Linked DNA regions of Neogale vison: region 2 is linked to region 1. Evidence: chromatin contacts called from public Hi-C data. All regions are on one chromosome and are shown on one strand. The core of a region is the stretch at or near the end of the contact, and the rest is flanking DNA. Distances in the headings are between cores, read along the strand shown. Region 1 holds the start of TMEM258 (transmembrane protein 258). Region 2 holds the start of LOC122912997 (inner centromere protein).

Region 1 (6,003 bases), core at 1,133-3,632:
ACTTGAGCTGCGGCGGCTTGCCGTCGAAGACATACACGGGCTTGATGCCGTTCTCCATCATGCGGATGGTGCGGTAGAACATGCCCATCAGGTGGCTGGTAGTCTCCCCCTCCTCATTCTGCAGCACGTCCCCACCCTGGCGAACAGCAATCAGGAACTGATAAATGCTCATAGAGGCATCAATAGCCACCTTGCGGCCAAAGTAGCTCTTGATGTCATTCTCCCGGATGGCACCAGGGGCCACATCAGCAATCAGTTTGGCCAGGCCTTGAATTCCCATAGCAATACAGAGGAGGGACAGCTGAAAAAGAAAGGAGTAAAGTGAGAAGAGGAGGAATTTAAAGGATGCAAAGGCTCACGCTGCTATCTCACCAACTTCATGTCTTCAACCGAACAAACTGAGCCCAACAAGGACGACACCAATATGGAACCGCAGAAGATGAAAACACGAACGAGATAAGGTTGCCATTAGCAAAAAAACGTACCCTCTAACAAGTGAGGCCACTCAATTACTAGTAAGGCTTCCTGGGTATCGGAGGAAAAAACTGGGTGTTAAGAGGAATAAGATGCTGCTGGTGTTGAGGGACTTAAGGTTTCATGGAGAAGGCAGCAATAGGTCTCGCACGCAGTAAGGGCTACCACTGGGGTGGGCATCGAGGACCCCACGAGTCCGGAGGACAGTGCCTACCCTGGCCTGAGGAGCCCAGGGACCATAATGACAGAACCAAGCCCTAAAGGACAAGCAAATACTGGCTAAACAGAGATGACACAAGTACAAAAGCAACCATAATACAAAGCTGAATGTGCACAGTGGCCAAATAAAAACAGAAGTCATCTATCTTCTTGCCAACTCACTGACAACTCATACATTCCTCCTCTGTACCTTTATGCCAGTCACTGAACACCCCCAACTCATTCCTCTGGCTCCCCACCTCTTAGCAGTGGTGCCTGTTAGTTTTATGTGCCCACTCGGCTAGGCTGCGGAGCCCAGTTATTTACTCTAACACCAATCCAGGTGTTGTTGTGAAGGTAATTTTGTGACATCATCAGTTAACTTTAAGCAAAGGAGATTATCCTCCATCGCATGGGTGGGCCTCATTCAATCAGCCGTAAGGCCTTGGCAGCAATAACGTTTCCCAAAGAAATCCTGCCTGAGGGGCGCCTGGGTGGCTCAGTGGGTTAGAGCCTCTGCCTTGGGCTCAGGTCATGATCCCAGGGTTCTGGGATCGAGCCCCGCATCCGCATCGGGCTCCCTGCTCAGCAGGGAGTCTGTTTCTCCCTCTGACCCTCTCCCCTCTCATGCTCTCTCTCTCTCTCTCTCAAACAAATAAATAAAATCTTAAAAAATAAATAAAGCCATCGTGTGTCCACCGGTGGTCCAACACTCCAAGAAAGATGACACCAGACCTTTTCGCTGCTCCCACTTTTCAGGATTCTTTCTAAAGCATCATAAAGCTACAATCCCCGCTTCTACTCAAGTCCTAACACTCAACCTGGTGTCAAGATCCTCCGTGCTCTGCTTCCCAACCTACCTTCACAGTCCGGGAGAAGCCCTGCCCTTTCTCACGGCTGCTCAGCCGTGCCCTCCTCCCGCCATCCTCTGGCTCCTGCCATACACGGGTGCCCGGAACCGCTCCTCCCGCAGAAGCCACTCGATCGTCGGGTCCCGCCTCAGGCCGGCTGCTTTGCTAGAAGGCTTACCGAGGGGTCCGTGCCTGCCGGCCGGCCAGCCCCCCGCAGCCCCCAACAGCGGCAGGCGGGAAAGGGGTCTAAACCAGTGAAGTCTCCAAAATGTTTCTCATCCAGGACCTTGGTCAAAATACCCAACGGCCCCATAGAGTGCAAGCTATCTCCCGCCTTCCACACATGAAGGGAGGTCAGGCGACCGGTCCGAGTCGCAGAGCGGGAAGGTGGCGGGCCCGCGCTCTGGCTTCCACCCCGCGCGCGGCAGACGGCCCCCCGGCCCCCGCCCCAACACCCAGAGTGAGGTGGACCCCGCCGCCCTCGGACCCGCTTCCCACGGGGTCTCACCTGGCCTTTGGAGCGCGAGGACTGGACAGTAGCGCTGGGTCGGGTGCTGCCCAGGACGCTGCTCAGCTCCGCACCGTGCACAGCTCCGCAGCGGATCCTGTCGCGCTCCGCCGTCTTCCAAAGCCCGCGCTCCCGTCACGTGACCGCCGCCGCGCACAGCCTCCTGGGAAGTGTGGGGTCAGGTTCGACCCCCTCGGCCAGTTTCCCTTGGGCCAAACAGTCCCGCCGGGGAGAGCGAACCCTCTCAGCGGCTCGGGGGTACCCTTGCCCCAGCTCCACAGCAGGCGCCCACAGGCCGTAGCCCCCTCTACGCCCAAGCCCACAGGCCTACAAATCCCACAATGCCACTCGCGGGGGAGGCACTTCCTCTTCCGCAGAGCAGTGCGCCTGCCCCTGCCGACGTGTTATTCCGGTGGCTGAGCGGCGGATGACCCCGTGCCTGGCAAAATGGTGAGGGGGTTGAGGGGTGTTCTGCTCGGGACTGTGAGGACCCCTTGGGGCCCGTTCCACACTCGGTTTCTCTCGCGAAGGCCTCAGACGCCCGAGATCCAGACAGCCGGAGGCTCCTGTACCCTCCGGCTTGGGCTTAGGGGCGGGAAGGGAAGCCCCTTGCCTGGGATTCGTTAGGCTGAGGTTTTGATCTCTTGACGTTTAAGGGGTGAGGCGTGTGAGGTGCATTTTTAATACCTTGAGCTTTTTATCTGTGTCGCCTGTGATTAAGCTGTTATCTTTATGTGGAAACTTCTTCCTCCTGTTGAACTCCTACTCATCCTACGAGGCCCAGGGCAGATGCTCAACCTTCTTGGTGGTGGACGGCCGATTTGGCCGCTCTCTCCTGGGAGCTCCCACAACCTCCGTACAGACCTCTTGCCACATGTCCTGGACTTCTTTGTTATCTGCCACGCCTCCTAGTGACCACCATCGGACGTGCCTCTAGCTCTGGGATGATGTCTATTCATCTTTGTATTCCCAGTGCCAAACACAGGGCCTGCAATTGGAAGCCCAGTGAATGGCAGCCATTGTCTTTATCATTTTGGGGGGGAGGGAGCCCATAAATGTTTACTGAATTGAATTCCAGTGTCTCCTAGAACAATGGGGTCAGTTTATTTCTCTAGAGTTGTTATGTTCTGGACATTAGGAGCGTTGGCTGGGGAGTGACAATGGAAGTCAACATTTGTACAGAACTTTACCGTTTACAGCGCTCCTTCACAAGCATTACCTCATAATCTTCCCTGTAAGCTTGGGAAGGAAACAAGCACTTTTTGAACGACTACTCTATGCCAAGAAGTGAGCTAGTTGCTTTGACGTTTGTCATCTTTCTTAAATCATACACCAACTCTGTGAGTGGGTGTTATTATAACTGTTTTACTGAGACTCGTGTTATTCAGTAGAGCCAGATTATTAACCGAAGTCATTCCTAGTAGAGCCTGAGGTTCCATTAATAGCATAGTGGGAAGAAGACAGGTGTAGAAGTTGAGACTGGGTCCCAGCCCAGGCTCTGAATTACAGCAGAATTCTGAACTTGGTGTCTACAGACATGGGTCCATAGAGTTTCTAAAATTACAGGCAAACTTTTTCTTGCTTGTGGTTTACCCCAGGTGGGGTCCATACTTTTTATCACATTTTTTTCATAGTCATCAGTGGTCTCAAAAAATGTTAGGGACCACCGACGGATAACCAGTCAGTCACCTTCTGTGTCAGCCTCTGACTCTGAGCTGCCGTTCCTCTCTCATATTGAAAAAGCACAAGTTCCACCTTTAGTTTAAGATACCATTGATATCATTTCCAAATGGAATTGCTTGATGTTGGTTCTGGAGGACTTCTATATTTCCCAGGCAGGAACAGACCTTTAACAGTCCTAGAAGGAGGAGGCTCCTTGATGACCTCATACTACCCCCCTCAGATTGAAGTCCTGGGATTCTTTGATAGCTCTGATCTCATGCCGTCCCCTAGGAGCTAGAGGCCATGAGCAGATACACCAGCCCAGTGAACCCTGCTGTCTTCCCTCATCTGACCGTGGTGCTGTTGGCCATTGGCATGTTCTTTACGGCCTGGTTCTTCGTGTATCCTTTTACTGAGCAGCCAGTGAGGCCAGAATTAGCAATGTGGGGAAACTGAGGGAGAAACTGCTGGGTACATGCACACTGCCGGTTTTGCTCTGGTGTGGGAATAGGGGGAAAGTAAGGAGGTTGGAGAAAAGCTGTTGATGTCCAAGGTCAGGTGCTGGCCTTATTTCCCAAGTTCAGGGGAGCTTAGTTTGCTCTTCAGATTTCCAGGATAGTGAACAGAAGACCTGGCTGGGCTGGAGGTTGGGGATAGGGGATCTGAAGTTGGAAAAGTGGCAAAAGAAGGGAATGCTCAGGCGGCAGATCTGCGGACTAGTGTCAGTTCCACTGTCCGCTAGCTGTGTGACCTGGGGCAAGTGACCTAACCCCTCTGGGCCTGATTTTCTTCATGGCTGGTTGAGGGCTGGTATGAAGCAACAGAGTCAGGTCAGCTCTCAGGCCCCACTTCCTGGCTACCCTGAGCCAGGCAAGCCTTCTGGAAGGCTCACTGTGTACCTTTTTCCTGGCGCTGCACTGGCCAGGCTTCCTGTCCTACCCAGTCCATCCCTTTGCTTCTCCTTAATCATCCTGCCAGTTATGAGGTTACCTCCACCAAATACACTCGGGATATCTACAAAGAGCTCCTCATCTCCTTGGTGGCCTCGCTCTTCATGGGTTTTGGAGTCCTCTTCCTGCTGCTCTGGGTTGGCATCTACGTATGAGCTCCCAAGGGTAAGAGCTGTGACAGGGTGGGCACTAGAGAAGTTTCCCACATCCCCAGTAGCGGGGTCTTTGGGCCTGTGCAACACTGGTTAATGGTGACAGACTGCAGAGTGGAGAGGGATACCAGGCATGTGTGCCTCTTTCCCTGTCCCAAATGAGGATCTGTGTCCCATGTTGTGATTCTAAGTTCTGCACACTTCCCAGGGCCTTGATCGGACTTTGGGATATACTTTATAGGGCTCTGGGCACTGTCTTCCCATGTTAGACATTTGCCCCCTTGTATATCATACACCGTTGACCTGGTGAGGCTGCTTGGGAATGGATTAAAGGGGGTCAGAATCTGGCCGCAAGGAGTACCCTGTGGTTAGTTTGAATGTTTTCAGTCATTAAAATAAATCTTGACTAAGTGATTTTAAAAAAACCCAAAACCCTTGCTGCAGATAATCCACCGAACAGGTCACAGAGAATCGGCTTTGGTGGCCCAGCTTCGGAGCAGTGGGGCTGTCAGCCCTTGCCCCAGGAGCACAGGGCCCAGTGAGAAGAGGATGTGGAAAGAAGGGTCATCGGTCTCATTTTGATACCTCCTTCTCCTCTTTCAGGTTCCAGCCAGGCGGCTTCACTGAATTCCTGCTTTTGTAAATTAAATTTTTTACTGTTGCTGAAAGTGTCCCATCCACTGCTCCCAATAAAGGCAGATGTGTGATCGCCCCGTCTGGTGCGCAGAGGTGGGAGGGCAGTGGAGTGGTGCCAGGCCTCAGGTGACTTCCCCGGTCCCACCCCTTCCTGTTTTCCTTCTGCCTTTCAGTTGGTTCCTGCTGCCGGGAAGCCCTGCTTTCTCTATCTGTGAGGGGTGAGGCGGGTACGCGAGGGGTGTCTGTCCTTGGAATTTAAAGCTCCGTGGATAGGAAGAGGCCAGGCCTATCTGCTGTTTTTAGAGCAGACTTCTCTGGGAACTCGCACCAGTCAAGTCTGCCCTGAGCCAATCCCATCCTCTAAATACTGCCACCCTTCTCTGTGCTGGGGACCTTCCCAAGGCTCAGCTAGTCCCCAGAGTTGTTTTACCCTAGGATGGCTCCTTTAACCCAGGTGGGGCAGCAATAGGTCCATGGGATGTGGCTAGGGGAGGGGGCTGCTGAGTCCTATTCCCAAGCCTAGCATGAAGCTAAGAAGGATAACGGGATACAAGGCATCCGTCTGGCCCAGG
Region 2 (5,350 bases), core at 841-3,340, 280 kb before region 1:
AAATCACTGATCCCTTGACCCCCTCATAGAGCTTAACACCAGGCCCTGTTGCAGCTTCACAAGACTTCCTGGGGCCTGATTTCCAGGGCACGCTAGCCTTTGCTCCTCAAGCAAGATCTGTCCTCCATCTGGAAACTTCTGTCTCCGATTTGTACCTGCATCTCAGCAACACAGGAAGGACCTGACCACCACCAAGATCCCATCTATAGATTTCAGTTCTCTGCGTGGCACTTGGGTAACTGTGTATCTATCTGTTCACTTACTGCCTGTCTCTGTCCACTAAACATTTGCTCCCCCACTGTAAGCCTTTGTCTGTCTTGCTTGCAGATGAAAGCCCAGAGCCTGGCACAGTGCCTGGCATAAACGGACTACTTATTGAATGAATTAATTCATCTGTCAGTTCTACACCTAGAAATAAACATCCTATAGGTACCTCTCCCCCCAGGCAACACACAGGGACACCATTTGACACAGGTTAGGGCACGCCATACACAGGTTAGGCTCCTGCTCCTAGATGCCAGAAGCAGCCTTAATCAGGGTAGGGCCAGTTAGGAAGGACTGCAGAAGCTTTGGGCAGTAACAGCTCCGAAGCCAGCCAATCACAGGCATGGCCTCTGTGCTGCCATCCCTCCCCTCAGACCCTCTGTCCCAGAGCTCAGCCCTGGCAAACTGCAGGACCCCAGTTCCAGGCCAGGAAAGAGAAAATTGTTTAAAGAAGCCAAAACCAAAACAAAGGTTCACTCAAGAGCAACAGCAAGCAACCCTATACTATCTTTTTTCTTTTTTAAGTAATTGTTCAAAATAGCAGAGTTGGCGAGAGCTTCTTTTACAACGTGCAAAAAAAGTGTTTATTTAGGCTTCTTCCATGATAAAGGTGGTTTTTTTTTTTTTTTTTTTTTTTGAGACCTCAGCTTGGCTCTTTAAAAAGGGTCACTATAAGTTAGAACAGAGAGATGACTCTAAGAAAGGATCAGTGTACCACAGAGGCTCCTGGGAAGAACAGTAAGAAAATCTCTTCTGCCCGTGAAGAACCTGTGTGCACAAATCAGGGCAGCCAACATCCCACCAAGGGAGAAGGGAGCACACCTTCCTCTCCCAGTGCTTCCCTCACACCACCCACGAGACCACGGGCCCGTTTATTGAGGTGCAGGAAGTGGAGTACTTAACCGTCTACCACACCTCAGCGAAGGTCTGGTCGCGATCATAAATAGCTGCTCCCACTTACTGAGCCCTGCCTCAGTCTCAGGTAGGGCATCATCCCATTTACCGCCCACCATGATCTCAAGGACACCCGTGTGCAGATGAGGAAACTGAGGCAAGGAGAAGTCGAAGTCCCCCAGTAATGAGTGGATTTAAACCGTGCTCCTGACCACAATCTATGCCGCCGACTCGATTTCAGTCTCTAAAGGGTGGGTGCCTGGTTTGGGCCTGGACACCCGCAGGGAAGACCACGGCGGCGGGATGGAACCGAACCGCTCGCTGACTGCGGAAGTCCTTGCGGAGGGACAAATGAGGGGCGGCCCTGGCCTCCGGAAATGGTCAATTTAAAACGTTGCTCAGCTGGTGGGGGAGGTGTTGAGCGAGGGTTAACTGTACAGAAATGCCATCTGGCATAATCCCGGGTTGGTGTGCGTTTCATGTGCGTCCAGGTCAACAAAGGGTCTCCCAGCACAAAACAAGGCACCCGACCGGAAAGGGGGAGGAATATTATTCTTTCGGAATCTGGTGACCTAGGCGGAGGATAAGGGATCATCTCAGGCCCCAGGACCAAGGCAGATCACCTCGCCACCTGAAGAAGTGGCCCGTGCATTTCCAGGCCGCGGGGCGAAGCGGAGGGTGTCACACCCCCGCTCCGGAGTTGGCGGGAGGGTAGAGAACCGCCAACCACCCCCAGCCCCGCCGGCCGCCCCGCGCACTCACTCGACTGCACCGCGTCTGCTAAGTGCTGCTCCGATCCAAGTCCGGCGGCCTCCCTAGCAGAGCCCCCGGCCGGCCCAAAACTCTCCGCTCTGGGTCTCCAGGGCTCACCGCTTCGGAGACGCAATGGGGCCGCGCAGCGCGGCGAAACCTCCGAAATTTCAAAACTGAAGATTCGACCAATCCCAGGCGAGTTTGTCTAGACGCTACAAGACTCTAAGCCAATCAGATAAGAGAAAGCGCGAGCCCGGCCACCTATTAGCTACGTGGGTTGGCAGTCTGCGGGACTAAGGGGAGGGGAAAGGAAGGGCTGAAACTTTAACCTGCTCAGCTTCCGGGAGCGACGGGAGGCGGCGGAGGGAGGAAGTCGCGCCCGGCGGTGGATGCGCGCGCACACGACCCCTCACGCCGGAACTGCAAGCCCCAACATGCACTGCGACGTCCCGCGGGAGGCGGGGGAAGTCGTAGAGGAGGGGCGGGGTATCGGTGGGGCCGGACCTCAGGACCCTGCTTACATCGCGGGAACCTTAAGCTTTGCAGTTTCTTAGTCTAGCTCTCTTCTTCGTAATGGCATCTATCTGACCTCTGTCATTTTTTGAGACTTTAAAAGGATATTCTTTATAGAGCGCGCCAGACTTTGTGTTTCTCCAGAGCCCAGCAGCCTGAGTCCTACCTATACTGGCCCTTGAGTGTTTTTTTGGAACAGTGTTCTCAACCCCAAATGGCAATATTACCACGTCGAAAAATTTCTTTAGTCATTCACTTTACTCTGAGTCAGGGTTGCCAAAGCAATTAAATCTGGAAGAGGTACTCATCACCCGTGTTCATTGCTGCAGCATTATGAATAATAGCCAAGAGGTGGTGGCAGTCTAAATATTTATCAGTTGATGACTGGATAAAGAAAATGGGGCATAGGCATACACTGGACTATTGTTCCCCAGCCTTGCAGGGAAAAAAAAAAAATGCTGTCATCTGCTATGACACAGGTGAACCTTAAGGACACGATGCCAAGTGAAATGAGTCAGTTACAGAAAGACCAACATTTCATGATTTTGCTTACAAGAGGTATCTAAAGCAGTCAAACTCTTAGACACAGAAGGTAGAGTGGTGTGTTTGCCAAGTGCTGGGGGGGAGGAGGGGAGAGGGGAATTATTCAATATGGTTTCTGTTTTGTGAGATGGAAAATTACAAAAGTTTTAGGAATCTGCTGCACAATAATGTGCTTGTAGTTAATATACTGTAATGTCCATTTAAAAATGGTTAAGATGGTAAATTTTTATGTTTTGACCAAGATTGGGGGGAAAAAAAGTTAAGCTGGATCATCTTTCCAGTTCCTATGTTTCTGTGGCATAGCTTTTTTTTTTTTTTTTTAAGATTTTATTTATTTATTTGACAGAGAGATAGCAAGACAGGGAACACAAGCGGGGGGAGTTGGAAAGGGAGAAGCAGACTCTCCACAGAGCAGGGAGCCCAGCCTGGGGGCTGTGATTCCAGGACTCTGGGATCACAACCCCAGCAGAAGGCAGGTGCCCCTGAACCTCCTACCCAGTCTAGTTCCACTGCCTCCTTTCACAGGGGAATAACAATGGCCTTCACCCCCGGATGCCTTTTTGGCCCCCCATGTTTGTCTTACTTAGCCTCCTTTAGAGATGTCCAGCACTGCCCATTTCAACCCCCAAATCATGTCAAAGCAAACTGAGAGGCGGGAACGTGGGAGGAAAGTGTGTGTAAGGAGAAGTCTTGTTCTACTTCACCCAGCCCGAGAGGCCCGTGTCTACCTTGGAACACTGCCCTGTGGGACACAGGGAGGAACAACCTGGCCAATAACAGCGGAAACTTACCTCCAAGCTACCATTTCCTGAACGCCCACTCTGCGACTATATTCATTCCCACACTCTTCCATGCATTATCTCCTCACAACAGGCTGTAGAGTTTTATCCCCCTTTTACCTGGTGAAAAAAGAGGGTAAGTAACCTGTGGAGATAGAGTAGCTAAAGAACTGGAACCAAACCTCAAGTCTTAGGGCACCTGGGTGGCTCAGTCGTTAAGCGTCTGCCTTTGGCTCAGGTCATGATCCCAGGGTCCTGAGATCAAGCCCTGCATCGAGTTCCCTGCTTGGCAGAAAGCCTGCTTCTCCCTCTCCCACTCCCCTGCTTGTGTTCCCTCTCTCGCTGTGTCCCTATCAAATAAAAATAAGTAAAATCTTAAAAAAAAAAAACCCTCAAGTATCTGGAAGAGCTTACCTCCTCTTTAGGAAGAATTATTTAGGGCAGATGTGAGAAAAGAGATGTGTTTAGATGCCTTCAAATCACAGGAAGACTACCCTGCCCCCCAAAAAAAGAAGAATTAAACTTACTCTTTTTTTAAGTTTTTATTTAAAAAAAAATAAAGATTTTATTTATTTGAGAGAGAGTGAGAGAGGGCATGAGAGGGGAGAAGGTCAGGGGTAGAAGCAAACTCCCATGGAGTTGGGAGCCCGATGCGGGACTTGATCCCAGGACTCCAGGATCATGACCTGAGCTGAAGGTAGGTGTTTAACCAACCGAGCCACCCAGGCATCCTCCTTTGCCCATTTATTTTTTATTTTTTTAAAGGTTTTATTTATTTGTTCAATAGAGATAACAAGTAGGCAGAGAGGCAGGCAGAGAGAGAGGGAGAAGCAGACTTCCTGCTGAGCAGAGAGTACGATTTGGGGCTCGATCCCAGAACCCTGGGATCATGACCCAAGCCGAAGGCAGAGGCTTTAACCCACTGAGCCACCCAGGCGCCCCCTTTGCCCGTTTTAAAACTGGACTGTTTGTTTCATTGTTGTTGAGTGGTGGGAATTTTCTTATATATTTTGGATATGAACCCCTCATCGGATATGTGGTTTGCAAATATTTCCTTCCATTCTGTAGGTTGCCTTTTCATTCTATTGATTATTTGCTTCACTGGGCAGAAATTATAAAGTTTGAGGTAGTCCCATTTGTCTATTTTTGTTCTTGTTACCTGTGCTTTTAGTGTCACACCCAAGAAATCATCACCAGGCCACTGCCAAGGAGTTTTTCCTCATGCTTTCTTCTAGGAGTTTACAATTTCAGGTTTTATATTTAAGTCTTTACTCCATTTTGAGTTAATATTTAGGAGTTAATTTCTTTTTAAGATTTTATTTATTTAGTTATTTACTTATTTATTTTACAGAGAGAGAGAGCGCGAGCGCACGGGGGTGGGGGGAGGAGCAGAGGGAGAGAAACAAGCAGACACTGAAAACCAAGTTCAATGCAGAGTTTGACCCCCACGACCCTGAGACCATGGCTTGAGCTGAAATCAAGAGTCAGATGCTTAACCCACTGAGCCACCCAGGAACTAAGTTAATTTCTGAGTTAATGAGTTAATTTTTAAGATACGGGCCCAGTTTCAGGGCATAGGGGTGGCTCAATCAGTTAAGCATCTG

What was found. Hi-C and Micro-C count contacts between places; a contact is called where the count stands out from the background.
Region 2: a Hi-C map of muscle shows a contact between it and region 1, with 9 times the contacts expected there. The contact joins the promoter of LOC122912997 here to the promoter of TMEM258 in region 1. A contact is called at or near these places in 2 of 3 Hi-C or Micro-C datasets (fibroblasts and muscle).

The regions. Positions count from the first base shown.
Region 1 is chr7:197,524,133-197,530,135 of ASM_NN_V1, reverse strand. It overlaps TMEM258 (transmembrane protein 258), which reads left to right and starts at 2,382. Exons shown (of 4, transcript XM_044259435.1): 1 at 2,382-2,481; 2 at 3,985-4,094; 3 at 4,672-4,808; 4 at 5,399-5,502. The coding sequence starts at 2,479. The coding sequence ends at 4,798. It overlaps FEN1 (flap endonuclease 1), which reads right to left and starts at 2,370. Exons shown (of 2, transcript XM_044259433.1): 1 at 2,032-2,370; 2 at 1-301. The coding sequence starts at 280.
Region 2 is chr7:197,808,071-197,813,420 of ASM_NN_V1, reverse strand. LOC122912997 (inner centromere protein) reads right to left here and starts at 2,090. Exons shown (of 18, transcript XM_044259448.1): 1 at 1,921-2,090.